2 separate regions of the Mus musculus genome follow, and region 2 is linked to region 1. A link is a contact called in public HiChIP or PLAC-seq data. All regions are on one chromosome and are shown on one strand. Each heading gives the region's core, a stretch centred on a gene start, on an enhancer-like site or on the middle of the called end of the contact. The rest is flanking DNA. Distances are from core to core; before and after follow the strand shown. Region 1 overlaps Dnajb14 (DnaJ heat shock protein family (Hsp40) member B14). Region 2 overlaps Dapp1 (dual adaptor for phosphotyrosine and 3-phosphoinositides 1).

Region 1 (4,230 bases), core at 772-3,271:
GCTGACTAGTTTTATGTCAACTTGACATAAGTTAGAGTCATTTTAGAAGAGGGAACCTCAAGTGAGAAAATCCCTACAAGATTGATCTGTGGGCAAGCCTGTGGTACATTTTTCTGATTGATGATCAATGGAGAGGACTAAGCTCACTGGGTGTGGTGCCACCCCTTGGGCTGGGTGCCCTAGGAGCTATAAGAAAGCAGGCTAAGCAAGCCATGAGGAGCAAGCCAGTAAGAAGCATGCCTCGGTGGCCTGGGCCTCCTTCCTCCAGGTTCCTGCTCTGACTTCTCTGCATGATGATGGACTACAGACTGCAAAGTGAAACAAACCGTCTCCTCCACAGGCTGCTTTTTGTCATGGTCTTTATCACAGCAACAGAAACCCTGAGGCAACAGTCTAAATAGTCTCCTAATCTCTGGAGACTTTTTCTCAGATAAATTAGAAATTGAGGGAAGGTGTGGTGGTGGGAGGTGGCCCTGCAGAGCATCTGAGTGCCAGGTGCAGTCCAGGAGCCTCTGTGTGGGATACAGCTTAGCTGCAGATTGTCACTGTAGTTTACTTTCTGCTGTTGGGACCAAAAGGAACTTGGAGAGGAAACCGTTCATATCAGCTTGCCCGTGAATCTGTTACCGAGGGAAAACTGGACAGGAACTCAAGCATACGCACACCATGGAGGAACCCTGCTCACTCACCCCGGCTCACGCGTGATCAGCCAACTTTCACAATACAACCTAAGGCCACCTGCCCAGGGGCGGCACTGCCTGCTGAGGGCCAGTGTGCTAGTTACAGTTACTATTGCTGAGAAGAACACCATGACCCTAAGCAAGTTGGGGAGGGAAGGGTTGATTCCACTCACAGATCCATCCAGCAGTTCATCATCAAAAGCAGAGAAGGCAGAAATTTAAACAGAGCAGGAACCTGGAGGCAGAAGCTAATTTGGAGGCCGTGGAGGGTACTGTTTCCTGGCTTGCTCCCCATGGCCTGCTCATCCTGCTTTCTTATAAAACCCAGGACACCAGCCCATGGATGGCGCCATCCAATGGTGGGCCCTCCCCCATTGATCACTAATTAAAAAAAATTTTTTTAAATGCCCTACAGACAGATCTTATGGAGGCATTTTCTCAATTGAGATCATCTCCTTTTAGATAACTGTAGCTTGTGTCAAGATGGCATAAAACTAGCCATCTCCCATATCAATGAACTCTCAAACTGGGCTCTCCCATATCAATGAACAAGGAAGACAATTCCCCCCAGATATGGCCACAGGTCAACACTATCTAGGCAAACCCTCCATTGAGATTGCCTCTTTCTACATGTTGTGTCAAGCTGGCCATACGAACTAGCCAGGACAATCAATTATCCACATCCAGTCATGTTCCACATAAATTCCTTACCTTACGTGGTGACTTGAATAGGAATGCCCCCCCCCCTCCATCTCTATATTTGAATACTTGGCCATTAGGGAATGGAGCTACTTGATAAGAGATTAGGAGGTGTGGCCTTGCTGGAGTAGGTGTGGCCTTGTTGGAGGAAGTGTGTCACTCGGGGTGGGCTTTGGGTTTTCAAATGCTTAGGTCAGGCCCACGTTTTGTTCTTGAGGCCTGCAGATCTAAATGTAGAATTCTTAGCTACCTCTCTCTCCAGCACCATGTCTGATGCATGCTACCATGCTTCCCTCCAATGAAGGCTAACCCTCTACAACTGTAAGCAAGCCCCAACTAAATGCTTTTTTAAAATAAGGACTGCAGTGGTCATGTGTCTCTTCACTGTAATTTATCTTCCTTTAATTTAAAGAACTGAAAGACCGGGCTCCCACACCTGTAATCCCACACTCTGAGAGAGGCTAGAGCAGGAGAAGGAGTTTAGGCTCAGTCTTGGCTTCCAAGCAGGACCTAGTCTAAAACAAACGAACAAACAAACAAACAAGAACAACTGAAAACAAAAGCAAAAGGACAGAAGAGACTCTGAAACTCCAGCCTTTGTAATTCAAATGAGACAGAGCTGCACAGAAAGGGGTACCAGATGTAGCTATAATTGCCTGGTAGATTCCGAGATGACCTTTTATGTTTAAATACAAGGTAGTTCTTTTACAATGATGCATTAAAAACTTCCAATAAAGCTTATTTTCCTCAATTTTTAAATGTTTTTCAACTCAATGACACAGAGCTCGGCGGCTCCACTGCCTGTTTGCTAGTTAAACAAGTTTCCTTCAATCTTCCTGTGAGTTTACACTTACGCAAGGGATGCAGGATCATTGCGTGGCTTCTCCCCACTGAACCCTGCTGTTACTGAGCAACTTGTTTGCATAATCGCCTTCTCTATCAAGACAGAGGACTTTCCTGAGGAAAATCCCCTGAGTCTAAATAAAACAAAACACCAAACGACAAGATGCAGGTTCTGACCTCTCATCTGCTACCTCACTGGGCCACATTTAAGAAGTCTACTATGAATATGTACACACTATGCAACTAGGCAACTTACATACAACGGACTGACTGAAATATTTCAAATAACTTAGGGATTTGCTTAAAAGAATGGTTCATAATTATATAAAACATTCCACAAGGGGATTTTATATATACATTTTATATTATATACAATGTATATTATGTGGAATTTAAGATATAGTAAATCAATCAATCTATAATACAGGTAATACTTCTAAAGCAGCTGGTCTATCAGGAATTGTGATCGTAAGTACGGCTGGACCCTCAACGTGCACTCACTCCATCCCATCCGTAAAGACTCTTCCTACTCTCCTCAGCTTTCAACCTCATCGACAGTGTCACCTCCAGTCTCAGGGACAGACAGAAGCTTGCTCAGGGCTCTGCTGGCCAACTCTGATGGCATAGCTGCTCCGGCTATTAGCTGTCAGTGTTTTACTCTCAGGATGTGCCATCCCCTTCTCCCACCTACTACAGGCAAGTCCTGTGGCTGGGAGAAAAACAAAAGCAAACACACACACACACACACACACACACACAGACAAATAGACACACACACACACACACACACATGCAGACAAATAGACACACACACACACACACACACACGCATGTACACATGGGCATGCACACATGCATACTCAGGCCAGTGCTGAAATAAATATATTTCTTTTATTTATTTAACTTCCTCTCCTGTGTATACTCTCACACATGTATTCTCTCTCCCACACACACAAACACACACACACACACACACACACACACACACAGGTAGAGGAGAGGATATATAGATTTAAAAAAGTAACAGCAGCCGGGCATGGTGGCCCACGCCTTTAATCCCAGCACTTGGGAGGCAGAGGAAGTCGAATTTCTGAGATCGAGGACAGCCTGGTCTACAAAGTGAGTTCCAGGACAGCCAGGGCTATACAGAGAAACCCTATCTCAAAAACAAAACAAAACAAAACAAAAAAGTAACAGCAAATCTGGAATATTATCATTGTCCAAAACTTACAACTATAGTTTTGTTTCTTGGTGACACTTCCAAGCCAATAGGTAATTCTATTCTGCAAGGTGAAAGGGGTAGTCACAAAAATCACATACAATTAAAGTTGTAATAAAAAAAAAAAATTCAGGGGGTGGGACAGCTAGAGTGATGTCTCAGTGTTTAAGAGAACTTGCTGCTCCTGCAGAGGACCCAGGTTCTGTTCCAAGCATTCTTTTCTGGTCTCCACAGGAACCAGGCATGCATGTAATATATATATATATATACTCATACATAAAACATTCACACATATAAAATAAAAGTAAATAAATCAAAAAAGAAGGAAGGGAGAATCCGTGAAGAGTGGTCTCCTAATGTAATGTGAAGCACACAGGAAATACAGCTTGGGTTGGGGCTGAGTTTTCCTATAGCGTTTCCCAAAGTCGACTTTGGCCCAGTGCAGTGCTATGGAAGTGATCAGCAGTTTCACTTAAGGCCTTGGAAGTGCTTGCTACCATCACAGCAGTCAAAGGTGCTCCTCCATGGTTTTATCCTGATTCAGGAATCTGTTTCCCTCACTATGAATTCGGACACAATGATACAACCAACCTTCAGCATTCACACAGAGAGGAAAGAGAGGAGATCCAAATATATTGATATTAGATTCAAGACACGGTGACAAGTCACTCTCCTTACTAGACAGACTCTGAGTCTCAAGGTATATGCCATACAAACCATGTTGGGGAAAACAAAGGGAAAAGACAGAAAAGGAAGACACATAGGACGAGGGACAAAGGCCACCTCTGC
Region 2 (4,230 bases), core at 912-3,411, 82 kb before region 1:
CTTCCCTACCCCCCTCTTGCTCTTTCTTCCTTTACTGTTTTTCAATCTCTCCCCTTCTTTAGTTTCACTTGGAGGTGGATCCTGTTGAGAGAAGCCCCCCGCCCTTTTCTCTTTATTCATTCTTTCCCTTATCTGCTCAAAGTTGGTTCAACTATGTAACCTAGCCTGGCCTTGGTCTCCCAATGCTCCTGTCTTGCTCTCCTGGGTGCTATGATCACTGGCCTGCACAGCATGTCCTTTTGTATCTCTGTCTGTCTCTCTTTGACTCCCATATTTCCGAGTCTCTGCCTCTCTTCTTCCATCTGTCTTCGTGTTTCCATTTTCCAGCACTTCCTGCCTTATCATCAGACTTCAAGCACAGGTTGATCCTGCTCTCTAAGTACCTCTGTGTTGGGGTTGGTCTTGTGCTCTGTGTATTGAGATGCTGAGTTCTGTGCCCCAAGATCAGGTTGTAGTCTGGACATAGGCATTGTATTGACCAACGTGCTATAAAGAATGATCCCCTGGTCAGGAGGGAGAGGGTGGGACTGGAGATCAAGAAGGGGGTGGAAGGGAGGGTCTCAGGTAGGGACCACGAGGAGAAGGAAAAAAAGATGGGGGAAGAAGAAGGCTTCCAAGAGTCAGAATAGACTATGAGGATGGACCATGAGCACGAGGCCAGGAGAAACTTGCCCTGAGGACACACATGGAGCAGAGCAAATAGAGCTAGACTCAGGTTGGCCTATGGGTGTGATGTAGGTTAAAATAGTTCAGAACCTGTCCAGTTTAGGCTTACAGACTGCTATACAGGGTTAGAGCGGGGCAGAAACCCCTCATAAAAATACTTCTACACTTCTCCTTTCAGCACTGCTTTGTTTGTTTGTTTGTTTGTGAGCTGAGGTTTAGCACCCAGCTTTAGTGGGTAGATATCTGCATGCTATGCTTCTGCCAGGTCTGTTTCCTAAAGCTTTGGACAACTAGGCTCACCATTCAGCCCTGCTAGTAAGGTGGATAGGCGGGACACTTAAGCAGCGATGTGGAAAGTCCCAACCTTGCTGATTCCATCACCGAAAACTCCCGGCTGGAAAGACCGTGGGGAGGCTCAGCCTCCCCCGGACAGTGCGCTGCACCTACCTGAGCTGTTTTTGAACTTCCTCAACCCTGTGGGAAGCTTCTGCTTGCCTCCTTCTACTTGAGAAGTGAAGTTCCACCCTATGGAACACAGTCTTGTCTTAGATACAGCCTGACTGTAGTACAACAGCCCTGAAAGCTCTGGTGCTAAATGAGAGGTGTCTTATTCTACACCGGCAATTTCTGATGACACCAAGAGCTCAAGAGCTTAGCCTTTCCCACAGTTGAAGCATCCAGCACTGACTCTAAATACAGGTACACAAGTGAGATCAACATCCGACCAGTCTGGTGGAGCAACTCAGGAGCTAAAGTCAGGTGAACCCAAGTGAGAGCAGCTTGGATGGGGAAAGCCCGGTGGAGACAGCTCATGTTTCCTGTTCACAGGGAATGTGAAGCCAAGCTGTAGGTTCAATCACAGATCCATCATCTGTGTCATGGCCTTAGAGAAGGAGAGACACATTATCCATCTGTCCTTGGGGCCCAAAGACTTCAGAGGGTGTCACTGTCTTTCTAAAATGAGAACAATTTTGAAGCAGGAAAAAAAAAAAAGAAAAACTTTTTTTTGAGTATATATGTCCCTTTATAACTCAATATAAACAGAATCCAAGTTCCAGGTCACTTCTCTTTGCCAGGAATGGAGGTGTACAGTGAAATATATTAATAATCTGTAGGCAAGACATTTTCTCGATGAGAAATGAATACTCTAGAGCTGAGGGCTTTGCTTAGTAGAGCATTTACCTAACATTCGCAAGGCCCTGGGTTCAATGCCCAGTACAGCCAGGAAGGAAGGAGGGAAGAGAGGAGGAAGGAAGAGAGGGAGGAATGGGAAAAAATGTCTTAAATGAGGCCACAAACCACCAGTTTTTCTGTTATTTTGCTTTACTCCCCAGCATGGACCCTGTGCTTCCGCTAGGCATTCTGCTGTCCATACACAAACCGACCCCAGCGTCTTAGCTTGTGCTCTTTCCTCTTAGAGATGCCCTCTCTCACTCCCTAATGGATCAGACATCCATAGTCGAGCCCAGAGCGCGATCGATCATCTCCCGCCATCAAGCTTCCCTGGCTCTGTCCTTCCTTCCATGAGATCCAGCAGCACACAGCCCGAGGTCGGCAGCCACAGGGGATCTCTGACTGCTAACCCGCAGATCCTTTTTCTTTTCTCTATGGAAACCCAGAAACTACTTCACCTTGCCCTTTTCCCCAGATGCCAAAGATCGAAGTCAAGCCATTAGGGCTACTGAAGGAAGTTTCTTAGGATGTTCACGTTTCTCAGATTCTTAGCAGGGTAGAGATCACTTGAGCCTCCACAGTCAGGGGGCTGGGGACAAGAATATACATTTCAACCAAGACCTCGGGCTAGCCCAAATTTTGAGTAGCAAGATTTTGTATTGATTTCCAACAGCAACTCATTAGTGGTTTGTCTGGTAGTGAATTTAGTGGTTTATATAAATATTTGTGCAAAATAAATATCAAAATGATTTAAGTAAATAGCATATAGAAAGATATTTTTCCTTGTAACTTGTTTTTTTTTTTTTTTTTTTTTTTTTGGAGTGTGATTTTAACGTACTGTGAGTTACCTCAATAATTTTAAAGTCTTTCCTTCAACGGACATAGCATAAACAAGACATAAACTTAGACCAGCAAATTAAAATATTAAAACCCAAAGGATAAAACACCTTGGTGTTTCTAGCATGTTGGAACAGTCTCCTAGAAGGTTCCAGCATGAGGAGGCACTGGGATGAAGGCAGGAGGAGCAGAGTTGAGAAGGAACTTCCGGATCCAGCCTGCCTGTGTTCTCTGTGGTTGAGTTTATTTCCTGTATCTCCGAGAGGCAGTTATGAAAACTATTTAGTGGGTGGGTGTTTCCTAATTTGCTGCCTTATCATGGGAGAGATAAGGCCGCTGTTTCCTTCAAGGTCAACTGCTAGTTTTGATATTCTTATAAACCCAATGCAAGTATTCTGCTCTAGTCTATAATTAGATTAACATCTTTACTCTTACTGCCTCTGACCTTGAGACACAACTGTAAAAATCTATAAGCCATAGGAATAAAACGTGACTATAACACGGTGCCTTCTAAAACAGTTACCAGCAGTAGTTTCTTCTTTTCATTTCTTTAGAGAAAGTAAGACCAAAAGTCTTGGAGTTGGAAAATAAAACTTATTCAAGACTGCATAGTCACGTGTCACCAGCGGCTAGGAGAATGTCTGGCGTGTCAGTGATAAGAGAATTGTGGTTTGTTCTCTTGCAAAAGTTAAGGAACTGGGGAAATTGTATAACAGAAGACAGCATCTCAATACATGAAAATATGGGTTTTCTCTTTGAAAACCTTGTCATCTTGATTTGTGACAACCTGACGTTGCTACCGAGAGGGACCACAGAGTTGCTAAGCTAAGCTAAAGTGGTCGGAGCGGTTGGAGCCACTGAAGAAGGGATCACACTGAAAGCTAACCTCTTCTTGCTCTGCTACTCCCTTCCCCCAACCTCATTCCTCCCACCCCCACCCCTGCTTGGGTCCAAGGTGTCCGGACGCCCATTAGCTCACCTTTTCTCTTCGAAGTGCCCACTAGTCAACTGGTTTGTTACTACACGTCATTCTAAAAATACCAGTCTTGCAAAGGTACAGAGAAAAATGATGGGCGGGAACTTTTGTCCACAACAGGCTCTGTGTGAGCTTCCTCATGCAATTCTGAAGAGACCAGAGCTAGCGCAGGAGGCATTGTGCGTGCCCTGAAGCAAGACCAGGCAAACTAGGTGCTGCTCTGTCCGCACATCAGAAATTAGCTTTTAGGGACAATTCAAAATTCAAATCTTAAAAGGTACTCTGGAGAGAGTACTTTGGGAGATAAAGGACACAAAAGCCTGTGATAAAAAGAAATGTCAAAGATGATAGACAGAGAAAGGGGCATGTTCCAGACTCCGCCAGCTACTGTTCAATTTTATCTGTGAGATGTCAGCCAGAGAAAGTGACATTGGCCAACACAGGTTCCTTCCACAGCCCCACTCTACTGCTCAGCGGCTCAGGTGGAGGCTTCGTGCCCCAGCCACATCACAACCGATGCCTGCACTGCTGACCAAATGATTTCTCATTGCCTGGACACTTCCGATGCCTCCCTAACG

The links. HiChIP or PLAC-seq counts read pairs in DNA pulled down with a chosen protein or histone mark.
Region 2: a contact with region 1 is called in an H3K27ac HiChIP or PLAC-seq map of embryonic stem cells, with 6 read pairs. The contact joins two enhancer-like sites. A contact is called at or near these places in 1 of 39 promoter capture datasets (liver), 1 of 15 datasets of contacts at CTCF or cohesin (CD8 T cells), 10 of 484 Hi-C or Micro-C datasets (B cells, CD4 T cells, ECoMG myeloid progenitors and 6 more), 5 of 115 datasets of contacts at active chromatin or transcription factors (CD8 T cells, bone marrow-derived macrophages, effector CD8 T cells and 2 more) and 3 of 9 other capture datasets (adipose tissue, liver and pancreatic islet).

What each region holds. Positions count from the first base shown.
Region 1 is chr3:137,886,227-137,890,456 of GRCm38.p6, reverse strand. All of the region lies in intron 2 of Dnajb14 (DnaJ heat shock protein family (Hsp40) member B14), which reads right to left. Among named protein-coding and RNA genes, the nearest start is that of Gm40155, 10 kb to the right of the region's middle. Within about 2 kb of position 2,021, at least 14 of the 459 cell types and tissues checked have an H3K27ac peak or open chromatin away from gene starts, as enhancers often do. A contact at or near this core is called in embryonic stem cells, where this site is marked.
Region 2 is chr3:137,968,067-137,972,296 of GRCm38.p6, reverse strand. All of the region lies in intron 1 of Dapp1 (dual adaptor for phosphotyrosine and 3-phosphoinositides 1), which reads left to right. The region is part of intron 2 of Gm19708 (a long non-coding RNA gene); the gene reads right to left. Among named protein-coding and RNA genes, the nearest start is that of Dapp1, 11 kb to the left of the region's middle. Within about 2 kb of position 2,161, at least 118 of the 459 cell types and tissues checked have an H3K27ac peak or open chromatin away from gene starts, as enhancers often do. A contact at or near this core is called in embryonic stem cells, where this site is marked.